Regions from separate parts of the Mus musculus genome. Here region 2 is linked to region 1. Evidence: chromatin contacts called from public promoter capture Hi-C data. All regions are on one chromosome and are shown on one strand. Each heading gives the region's core, a stretch centred on a gene start, on an enhancer-like site or on the middle of the called end of the contact. The rest is flanking DNA. Distances are from core to core; before and after follow the strand shown.

Evidence for each region. Capture Hi-C pulls out chosen DNA fragments and counts their contacts.
Region 2: a promoter capture Hi-C map of adipose tissue shows a contact between it and region 1. The contact joins the promoter of Ptov1 here to the promoter of Bcat2 in region 1. A contact is called at or near these places in 4 of 39 promoter capture datasets (cranial neural crest, liver and pre-B cells) and 2 of 9 other capture datasets (adipose tissue and pancreatic islet).

What each region holds. Positions count from the first base shown.
Region 1 is chr7:45,567,758-45,572,563 of GRCm38.p6, reverse strand. Bcat2 (branched chain aminotransferase 2, mitochondrial) reads right to left here and starts at 2,411. Exons shown (of 11, transcript NM_009737.3): 1 at 2,165-2,411. The coding sequence starts at 2,188. It overlaps 0610005C13Rik (RIKEN cDNA 0610005C13 gene), which reads left to right. Exons shown (of 5, transcript NR_038166.1): 4 at 1,372-1,578; 5 at 4,185-4,769.
Region 2 is chr7:44,867,472-44,872,702 of GRCm38.p6, reverse strand. It overlaps Ptov1 (prostate tumor over expressed gene 1), which reads left to right and starts at 3,035. Exons shown (of 12, transcript NM_133949.2): 1 at 3,035-3,352; 2 at 5,191-5,231. The coding sequence starts at 3,182.

The DNA of each region.
Region 1 (4,806 bases), core at 1,162-3,661:
TAAAGAGATCCAGGGGAGCCGGGTGGTGATGGCGCACACCTTTAATCCCAGCACTTGGGAGGCAGAGGCAGGTGGATTTCTGAGTTCGAGGCCAGCCTGGTCTACAAAAGTGAGTTCCAGGACAGCCAGAGCTATACAGAGAAACCCCGTCTCAAAAAACCAAAAAAAGAGAAAGAGAGAGAGAGAGAGAGAGAGATCCAGGGGAATGGAGGGAGAGAAACATCACACAGCCTTGAGGCACAGAAAAGGCATTGTGTCAAGAGATGATGAGTCTGAGCTGGCACAGAGCTCTTGCAACCTCGGAAGTGCTACCTTTGTCTTCCTGGAGCAATTCTGTAAGGCCAACAGTAGTCTTCTCTTGGCTCAAAGAACACCCCTCCCCCATACCATAGGATAAGAATTAAGCTTAAAGAAGGAAGCTAGATGGGGGTTGGGGGTGGGGGCTACAGGAAGTAGAAAAGAGTGGAAGCAGAGTTCAGAGATTAAAGGGGAGGGTGCTGGGCAGGGTTCCCTGTGGTTTGCCCATGCTCCTTTCACATCCCAGCAGCCCAGAACTGAAACACAGTATCCATCAAAGATCAGGTGTTCTTGCCAAAGCTCCACTCTCACGCCAAAAGTAAGCAAAATAATTATCATAGTAAGGTGTTGTCCTGTCTCAGATAACTGTCCCTACACCATGCTATCTCCTCACATAGCCCCAGGCTGTCCTCATCATAGGACAGACTCTCCATCAGATTTGTAGAAGTCCAAGGCTCAGATACAACCAGTCACCTCAGGACAGTCCCTTATAGAGCAACATAGTGTCCTAACACAGCTCAGGGCTGTTTCCTGACCCCATCCCAAACATGTTCCCCTCTACAGCCAGGGTTGTCCTTGGCCAGTTGAAGGGCTGTTTCTTTCAGACTCAGAGTATCCCAATGCCAGTCTAGGCTAGTCCCTGTAAGACAGTCCTTGCAAACCCCAGCCAGCAGGTTCCTCTATACTCCAAAATTTCACTTTGTGGACACTCACCACTAGATACTCATAGCTCTGAGCAGGCTCATGTTCAAAGTGTCTCCATTACAGGGTAAAACTGTCTTCAGAACCCAGTTCTGTCCCATTAGAATTAGAGATTGGTCCAGTATGGCAATGCTGTATCCATCCAAGGCCACCACACAGTCAGAGCCTAGATTCTTGTCCCCGTCATATCCCAAGACCATCTGCATAGAACATTTCTGTCTGTCACTAAGAACTGGGGGACTTAAAGGTTTGTTCAGGAATTCGCCAGCCTGGAGCGAGAACTTCTGATAAGCAGGTGGGAGCTAACAGCAAACGCTTTCCCCCAAGGTTATGGCCAGCTGTTTCCACACTTATTTATCACGTTCTCTTAAGATCACAGACTCTCAAGCTCAGCAGTGGTGGCCCAGGACTTTAATTCTAGGACTCAGAAGGCAGAGGCGGGCAGAGTTCGAGGCCAACCTGGTGGTCTACAGAGCAACGGGACAGCTGGGAGTATGCAGTGAAACCCTACCTCGAAAAGACAAACAAACAAACGAAATATCATAGATTCTCCATCTATGACACCGCTTGACACCATCGGTAAGCACTGACTGAAGTCTTCTGGTCTGGAGGATCTTTTATCATTTTGACAGACAGAAACTTGACTGGGATTACAAAACCAGGTACAGAGAGCCTCAGACACTGCACACATCGACATGTGCTTTTTGTTCCAAGAAATAAGATCTTGGGTTCAATTCCCACCCAAGACCCTGCGCCAAGCCATACACTAAGTCCCAAGAGGTCCTGGGCCCCTTGTCTAAAGGAACCCAAGAGCAACTGGTCCTTAACACACACAGGCTGCATGCCCCAGCCACAACTTCCCCGCATCCACCCCACCCTGTACTTCTCCCATTATAGTCCTCCTCCATGGCTCCCCACGTCCGAGCTCCCGGTTCAGGCACCTCTCGCGCCCCACTCCTGTCTACCCATTCTGCCGCCCGCCCGTTATAGCCCCGTCTTTCTTCCCAAGGGGGGGTCCATCCGCCTCCGTGCTGGGCAGCGGAACCCGAGGCACAGAGGAATGACGCCAAGCCGGAAAGGCTGCGCGCCAGTGGTCCACCCGGAAGTGCGCCCCCCCCGCATCAGGTCCCCCAGAGCCCCCAGCGCCGGCCGGCCACGCACCCACCTGTCCTAGTGTGGCTGCAGCCATGATCCGGTGTGTGCGGCTGGTGACTGTGCCCGCCTGGGGCGCGGCCTGGTGAAAGGCATTCGGGCCCCGCCCTGCTCACGCCCCCTCCCGCAGATGGCTGCTGTGTCGAGCCTCACTTCTGCCAGGCCGTCCTTAGTTCTGGGACCACAGGGACCCAGGCTCTGCTGTGAAGATCCTGCGCGGGAACGGTCCCGACCTGCCGCACTCTCTCCCTCCTCGCCTCCACCCTACCCTGCTCTACCACAGCCACACTCACTCCCAGCTAGGCATTTACTTTGGCTTTTGTTTGGCATCTGAGTATGGAATCCGTGGGCTCGTGAATGTTTGGGAAGCGCTCTAACCCCTGGGAACAGATCCAGACCTCTAAATTTTGTATATGTCGCCGAGCATGGTGGCACACGTCTTAAGCTCAGCGTTTGGGAGACAGGTGGAAGGATCTCTGTGAGTCCAAAACCATTCTGAGCCACCTAATTAGTTCCAAGCCAGCCAGGGCTATCTGGTAAGACCCTGCCTTAAAACACTGCCTCCCAGCACTCGAGGCAGAGGCAGGAGGATTTCTGAGTTCGAGGCCAGCCTGGTCTACAAAGTGAGTTCCAGGACAGCCAGGGCTACACAGAGAAACCCTGTCTCGAAAAACAAACAAACAAAAAAAAGAGGTTGGAAAGAGGGCGCAACAGTTAAAAGTACTGGGCTGCTCTTAGAGAGGACCGGGCTTGGTTCCTAGCACCCACATAGCTCATAAGTGCCTGTAACTCCAGTTCCAAGGGATTCTGTGCCCTCTTCCGAGTTCCACAGGCACCGGCATGCACATGATACACTAACATATGTGCAGGCAATACACATACACAAAAAGTTTAAAACATTTTTTCTTTCTTCTATCTATCTATCTATCTATCTATCTATCTAGAGACAGTGTTTCTCTGTGTAGCCCAGGTTGTCCTAGAACTAGCTCGGTAAGTAAACCAGGTTGTCCTCAGACTTACAGAGATCCTCCTGCCTCTGCCTCCAAAGCTGAAATTAAAGGTGTGCCACCACTGCTTGCTATAAAACGCTTTTCTAAAAATAAAGCAAGAACAACAATGCACATTCACAGGAACTATCATCAGTGGCAAAGCGGGCCAGACGGCTTTGATAAAAAGGAACAGCGCAGCCGGGTGTGGTGGCGCATGCCTTTAATCCTAGCACTTGGGAGGCAGAGGCAGGTGAATTTTGAGTTCGAGGCCAACTCTGTCTACAGAGTGAGTTCCAGGCCAGCCAGGGCTACACAGAGAAACCCTGTCTCAAAAAACCAAAAAAAAAAAAAAAAAAGAAACAGTTCACTGTAAATGCCAGTGGATCAGAGAAAGTGTACTTTAAGCCAGGCCTAGCTGAGGCAGGAGGTTTGTTGCAAATAAAAAAGCACCCTAAGTGAGAAAGCTAAACTCTTGTCTCAAATGAGACAAAAAGAAATAGGACTTTGGAGAAAGATGATGGCTAGAAGCTAAGACGCCTCACTCTGCACAAGGAGATAACATGTTCATTGTAATTCTGAGATAAGTGCTTGAGTACACACACAGAGGGGGGTGTGTATGTGTTCTCAGGTCCATGGTTCATTGTGCCTCCTTCAAGTTTCCTAAGAAGCTCAAAAAAATTTCATACTTCAAATCATTACAGGACCTCACATCAGCCTACAGCTTCAAACCACACCCCTTCATCCTTAGCTCTCCACCTTTAAGGCTTCAGAGGTAGTTAGACAATCGGTGCCAGAACACACACACACACACACACACACACAAGAAGCTTCTGCTGAGTCTCTATAATTCTGCAGAATGTTCTCAGGCTCTACAGCCACAACTGCTCCCAAATCCCAACACCGGATCACTGTTCTTTAAACTGCCCAGGGCACAGTAACCAAACCACACCACACACGCTCCCCCGCAGACATTGCTCACCCCGCCCCCACCTCCCACTCTCCATTTCTAAACCTGACCTCCTCCCTTACTGATTCAAACTGCAGGGCGGAACGCACAACAGTAAACGCCCCCGCCGCGACCAATCAGCGATTGCCGCACACCTCTGCCTTGGCCAATCCACAGCGATTTTGCAGTTCCACCCCTTACCTAGGGTGTGCGGAAGCTGGGGCGCCCCGTGCCCAACCTGGGGAGTGTCCAGAGCCTGTTCCTCCCCCAGCACACCCCCGCGGTGTCCTTCAGCTCCAAACTAAGGAAAACAAATGCCAGCCTCCTCCCTCTGACCCACATGTCTCAACTCTATGCCGCCTTACAGCGGCAGCCACTGTCACTATTGCACTGGCAAAGAGAGCAAAACTCTTCTCCCCTAAGGGCCAAGAATAAAGCAGGCTCTTTTGCGCCTCCTTCATTATCTTCCAGTTGACCCTTTAATTCTTCCCAGTGAGCATTTTAATTAGCACAGAGGTGAAGCGGAAGTGTGCTCCCTGGAGACAGGAGTTGGTGCCTGCTGCGAGGCCTCTGGGAGATAGAGTTCTTTGGAGTCAAGAATGCACGTGGACTATCTGGGGAGGAAGCAATGCTAGTGTGGATAGACTCGTGTGAAGAACAGGAAATAAATGTCTTCTTTCTGGATGCCAGTTGTTTTTATTTTCTCCTTTTTGTCATTTT
Region 2 (5,231 bases), core at 1,786-4,285, 700 kb after region 1:
CAGCTTTTCAACCCCTTACCACTAGACAGGAGAGAGAAAAGGGAAAAGATCCCTGAATAAAGTTAGGGGTCATAAAGGGATTAGCATAGCATCTGTAGAGTACTTCCTGCTAATTAGGCACCTCAAGTTCCTTGGGACAAGTTTGATCTTTGCTATCTGGACATCTCTTTATTTGTTGTTTTTGTTTTTTGTTCTTTGTTTTTGTTTGTTTTGAGACAGGGTTTCTCGGTTTAGCCCTGACTGTCCTGGAACTCACTCTGTAGACCGACCAGGCTGGCCTCGAACTCAGAAATCCGCCTGCCTTTGCCTCCCAAGTGCTAGGATTAAAGGTATGTGCCACCACGCCTGGCTAGGACATCTGCTTTCTTGTTGCTCTTTGAATATGACTACTTAACAAACTGTACCCAACAGCCCACTCTGCCTCTTGGGGTCGTAGCACTTACAGACCCTCTGAAAAGTCATCAGAATTCCAAACAGCACACAATCACATAAACTAGCTGCAGATGGCAAAACCGTGCCTCTGCTAGAGCAGGAATCGAATCATAGCTGCTGTGAACAGTCTGAAGCAGCCCCTTATCCCACACCTGGGTTTAAAACAAAACATAGTATTAGTGTTAAAAAAAAAAAATCTTGGGCTGGAGAGATGGCTCAGCGGTTAAGAGCACTGCCTGCTCTTCTGAAGGTTCTGAGTTCAAATCCCAGCAACCACATGGTGGCTTACAACCATCCCTAATGAGATCTGATGCCCTCTTCTGGTGTATCTGAAAACAGCTACAGTGTGCCTACATATAATAAATTTAAAAAAAAAATCCCAAAATTGTAACTACACCATTACACCTGATTTTCTCTTGCTTTCTTTTAATTATTTTAAATGTTTCCTTTATGTTTATGGGTGTTTTGCCTGAATGTATGTCTGTATGTGCTTGGTGCCTGTAGAGGCCCAAAGAGGGCATCTGATCCCTTGGCACTGGAATCATACATATTTGTGAAGCTGCCACTGGGTACTTGGAATACAACTTGGATCCTCTGGAAGAGCAGTGTTCTTAATTGCTGAGCCGTCTTTGCAGCACCTCCCATTTTTGAGACAGTCTGTCAAATGTTTAGCCCTGCCTGTCCACAAACTTGCAAGGATTATAAAATCTGTAGTAGGTCTGGAAGGTGGTGGTACATGCTTTTAATTCTAGCACTTGGGCAGGGGCAGGTGGCTGTGAGTTCAAGGCCAGCCTGGTCTACAGAGCAAGTTCTAGCCAGAACTACACAGACAAACTCTGTCATGAAAAACAAAAGAAACTGCTTGCCCTTGACAGTTGTGAAGTCCTGGCTTTGTTCTTCACCCTTTATCTCTGTCGCCCTGCAAAACCCTTTGGGCTCAGCTTCAAAATCAGTTGTTGCCACTGCTGCCATCAACTTCATTTGCAGCCAACCTGCTCCACTAGTGGGCTTTGGGCTCTGCCTGGATTCCTTACTGTTGTTGCTATGGAGACTTTTATGTAGACCAGGCTGGCTTCAATCTCATGAAGTTGGTGTGACCCTTTTCCCTTACCTTTTTTTTTTTTTTTTTTTTTGGTTGGTTGGTTTTTCGAGACAGGGTTTCTCTGTGTAGCCCTGGCTGTCCTGGAACTCACTCTGTAGACCAGGCTGGCTTCAAACTCAGAAATCCGCCTGTCTCTGCCTCCCGAGTGCTGGGATTAAAGGCGTGTGCCATCACGCCCGGCTTCCCGTACCTTTTAATTAATGCCTAGTGTCACTACTCAATCTCTATTATTATTGTTTATTAATTATGAGACAAGGCTGTCGTATTAAGTCAGTTGCCCAATCAGGTTTTGAGCTCACTTTGAAGTGCAAGCAGACTCTGAATTATGTGCACATGTGACACAGGACTTGTGTGGGGCTCAGGGAGCACTTTGTAAGGGTCTCTTTGCTCCTCCCACCATAGGGTTTAGGGAAATTGAACCCAGGTTGTCAGGCTTGGTGGCAGACAAGGACCAGGTGACCTCTCTTGCTGCTCACCTTCCAGTTTAGCTTTTTAAATCAATTATAAAACACGAGATTTTTAAAAAGCCAGCCTACTGCCAGGACATTTGCTCCAGGTGACAGGCATCATAGCTTGGGTGTGCTGTCAGGGGCCTGATATAATTTGGTTAAAGTAGTGTATGAATCAGCAAGGAAGAACAAAGTATAGTCCAAATAGGTTTTCTAGTTTAAAAGAAGGCAGGAGGGAACTTCTCGCATGCAAGAGGCTATAAATTCAAACCTCAGCACCCTATATATAGTTTAACAGCCACGTGTAGTAGTGCACACCCAATTAAAGGTGAAGACAGAAGGCTTAGGAGTTCGAGGTCAGCCTGGGTGCATAAGCTAACACTGCGTAAACACAACGCCACTTACATCGAGCGCAGATAATCTAAGGCTGGATAGTATCACAGGTTAAAAACAAACGGAAGCAAGAAATGCCACTGCACAGTCCTTTCAGATCAAGAACGTGATCTGGGTAAGGCAACTGCTAGAAGGCCCAAGCAACAGTGGGCAGACCCTGGACAAATGGGCCAGCAGCTATGCTGGTCACGCCCAGGCTGCGAGAGACCCGCTGGAAGTTGTAGTCTTTTAGCCACCTTGCCACGTCACCGCCTCCAAGAGGCAAGAACGCCTGGTTCCTACATCTACCCCTCAGTCTGGTGGTAGGTTCCGTCGCGCCACCCATTATCCTGTCTACCGCCTTCTGTCCCTCCAGCAGTGAGGACTTGGTATTGTCTCACCAGCTCGAACTCTTGTAGCACAGTTTCTCTCTTGTCATTTCCAAGTCTGAAACCCTCCCTCCCTGACCTTCTTGGTTTGCTCCAGCCACACCCCCTTACAGTCCTCCATCCCTGTTTGTCAGCGCTGGCTCCCCAGCTCCATAGTCTGTTGGTTAGCGCCGGCTCCTCCTCTCCCCGGCGTTGGTCCCGGCTCTCCCTCTTCTTCCACGTTGGTAGGCGCCAGCCCACCCCCCCCGCATCTCCCCCCAGCTTCGCGTTGGTTGGCGCCGGGCTCCCCTGTTCGCTGCAGTGGTTCGGCCGCGGCGACCCCTCAGCGGCGCGTCCCCCGCCGCGGTCCCGCTCCGCTTCTCCCCGAAGCCGCGCGCCCGCGCCTGTCGGTCGGCGGACCCGCAGCCCCCCGTGAGGCCCACGGCCTCCCACCCGCCATGGTCCGCCCGCGCCGTGCCCCGCACCGCTCCGGCGCCGGGGGCCCCCTCGGAGGTCGTGGCCGGCCACCGCGGCCCCTGGTCGTCCGCGCCGTGCGCTCACGTTCCTGGCCTGGCGGTCCTCGAGGCCCGCAGCCACCGCGGATCCGGGCTCGTTCGGCCCCTCCCATGGTGAGTCCCACGGCCTGTTTCCAGAGCCTTCCACGCACGCCCCGCCCCGCCACCCCTCCCCTGGCGGGCGCCTTTGTCCGCAGCGCCCACGGGCCTCCCGCGGGAGGGCGCACCCAGGGGTCCGGGATCAGTCCTTGATCGGCTCTGGGCGCTCCCCTTTGTTGCGCGGCGGGCTGGGCGGGGGGCGGGGTACGGAGGCGGGGCGGGTTCGAATTACTGCTGACTGCGCGGCCGGCTGCACACGCGCGCGGGGGGCGCCTGGGGTGCACGCTTGTTTTTCCAATTGCAAAGTTGGTCCTCGGCCTCCGGGTCTGGAAATGCGCGAAGCGGCCGGTGGAGGAGCCCGGCGCTTACACGCGCGCCCAGCTGTTGCTCGCGGGGGCGTTGTCCCCCGGGGCCAGATGGCGATTGTGGACAGTCCCTCTATTTGCATACCCGCCCGCCCCGCAGCTAGCCCAGACCTTAAGCCTTAAGATAAAGCTTAAGGTAAATATTCAGCTCTGTAAGTTCGTGGGGTTGTCACCTTTTTGTCCACTCAGTAAACGTGCGCGCACTTTCTAGAAACATTGAGATTTTCTTGGGGCAACAAAATTGCCCCCATTGTGATGGTGGACTCGTGGCCACACCTGCGCATGCTTGGCCAGCGGTAAGCTATTCCCTGGCGTGGTACTGACCACTTCAGACTTCTGACGACGTTGTTCTCCGAGGAGCTGAGGCGGGTCTGTCGCCTGGATCACCTGAGGAACGCAGACACACCCCTCGCTGTAGTACAGCCTAGGCTTGAAGTTTTCTCTTGGTGTTGGGAGCCCTTCCTGGGGTCCTCATATGTGTCCCTTTTCTACAAATGTGACTTGGCTCTGGCCATGCAGTGCGCAAACAGCAAATCAGGCATGCGTAAACACGAACTTGGCGCTTAGTGGGCTTCATGTTCCTAGTTTGTTTCCCTGCTGTTGTGGGCATACAGGTGTTTTTGGGTGCAGGCAAACACACAAGCCTCTTAATGGTTATCCCTCACCCCGCACTTGAATAGTTTTGGATTTTGTTTAGGTTCCTAAGTGTGTTTGCCTGATTTTCACCGACTGTGTGGTGGTGTACATGCTGACACTTGTAGTGTCTCACTGCACACCCAGCCCAGGCAGCCAGTGTGCGGATTTGCTGTAATCCTGAGGGCTTGGGTCTGCAGAACCATCAGGAAGGCCCCTCAGCAGTGAAGACCTAGGCTCTTCTGCTACTTAAGTCACCGGGAGAACTTTCTGGTTTGTCATCACACCGGGTATAAAGGACTCACGAGCTTTAGCAGAGAGCAGAGATGCGTTGGTGACAATCAGAAGGGTCTCTGGCCTGGAGTGTGTCTAGTCTGGTTAGAGACTGGCCCAGGAGACCGACTGGTCTTTTGGAAATGTTTTGGCCGGAAAAAGAGTTTAGTTTGCACCCTGGGGTGGAGGAGGGGACACGTGGCCATGTTTGGCACCACTGTTCAGCATGCATTCAGGTAAACGTTTTGGTTCAGGTAGACTCTAGCTTCCTTAGGATTCCCCCCTCCCCCGCCCCCCAATTGTCCTCCAGGGTGTTCTATTTACTTGGTTTCTGGTTGCTGCCACATTGCGGTCCTCAGTGAAGGCTATCCTTTGTGGGAGGCTCCTCTTAGGGGTGATGCTGCCCACAGTTTTCTGACAGATTGATCTGAAGGTCAAGCTTTGAGGTCTGGCCTGCTGGGGAAGGCGTCAGGACCGGAAGTGTGTGCCCAGGGACTTGAGTCTGGACCTGAGGGTGACCCCTCCAGGATGTGCGGAAACGCCTAACCTGGAATGACCTAGGAATTCTCCCCTCTGCTGCAGGAGGGTGCTCGAGTCTTTGGAGCCCTGGGGCCTATCGGGCC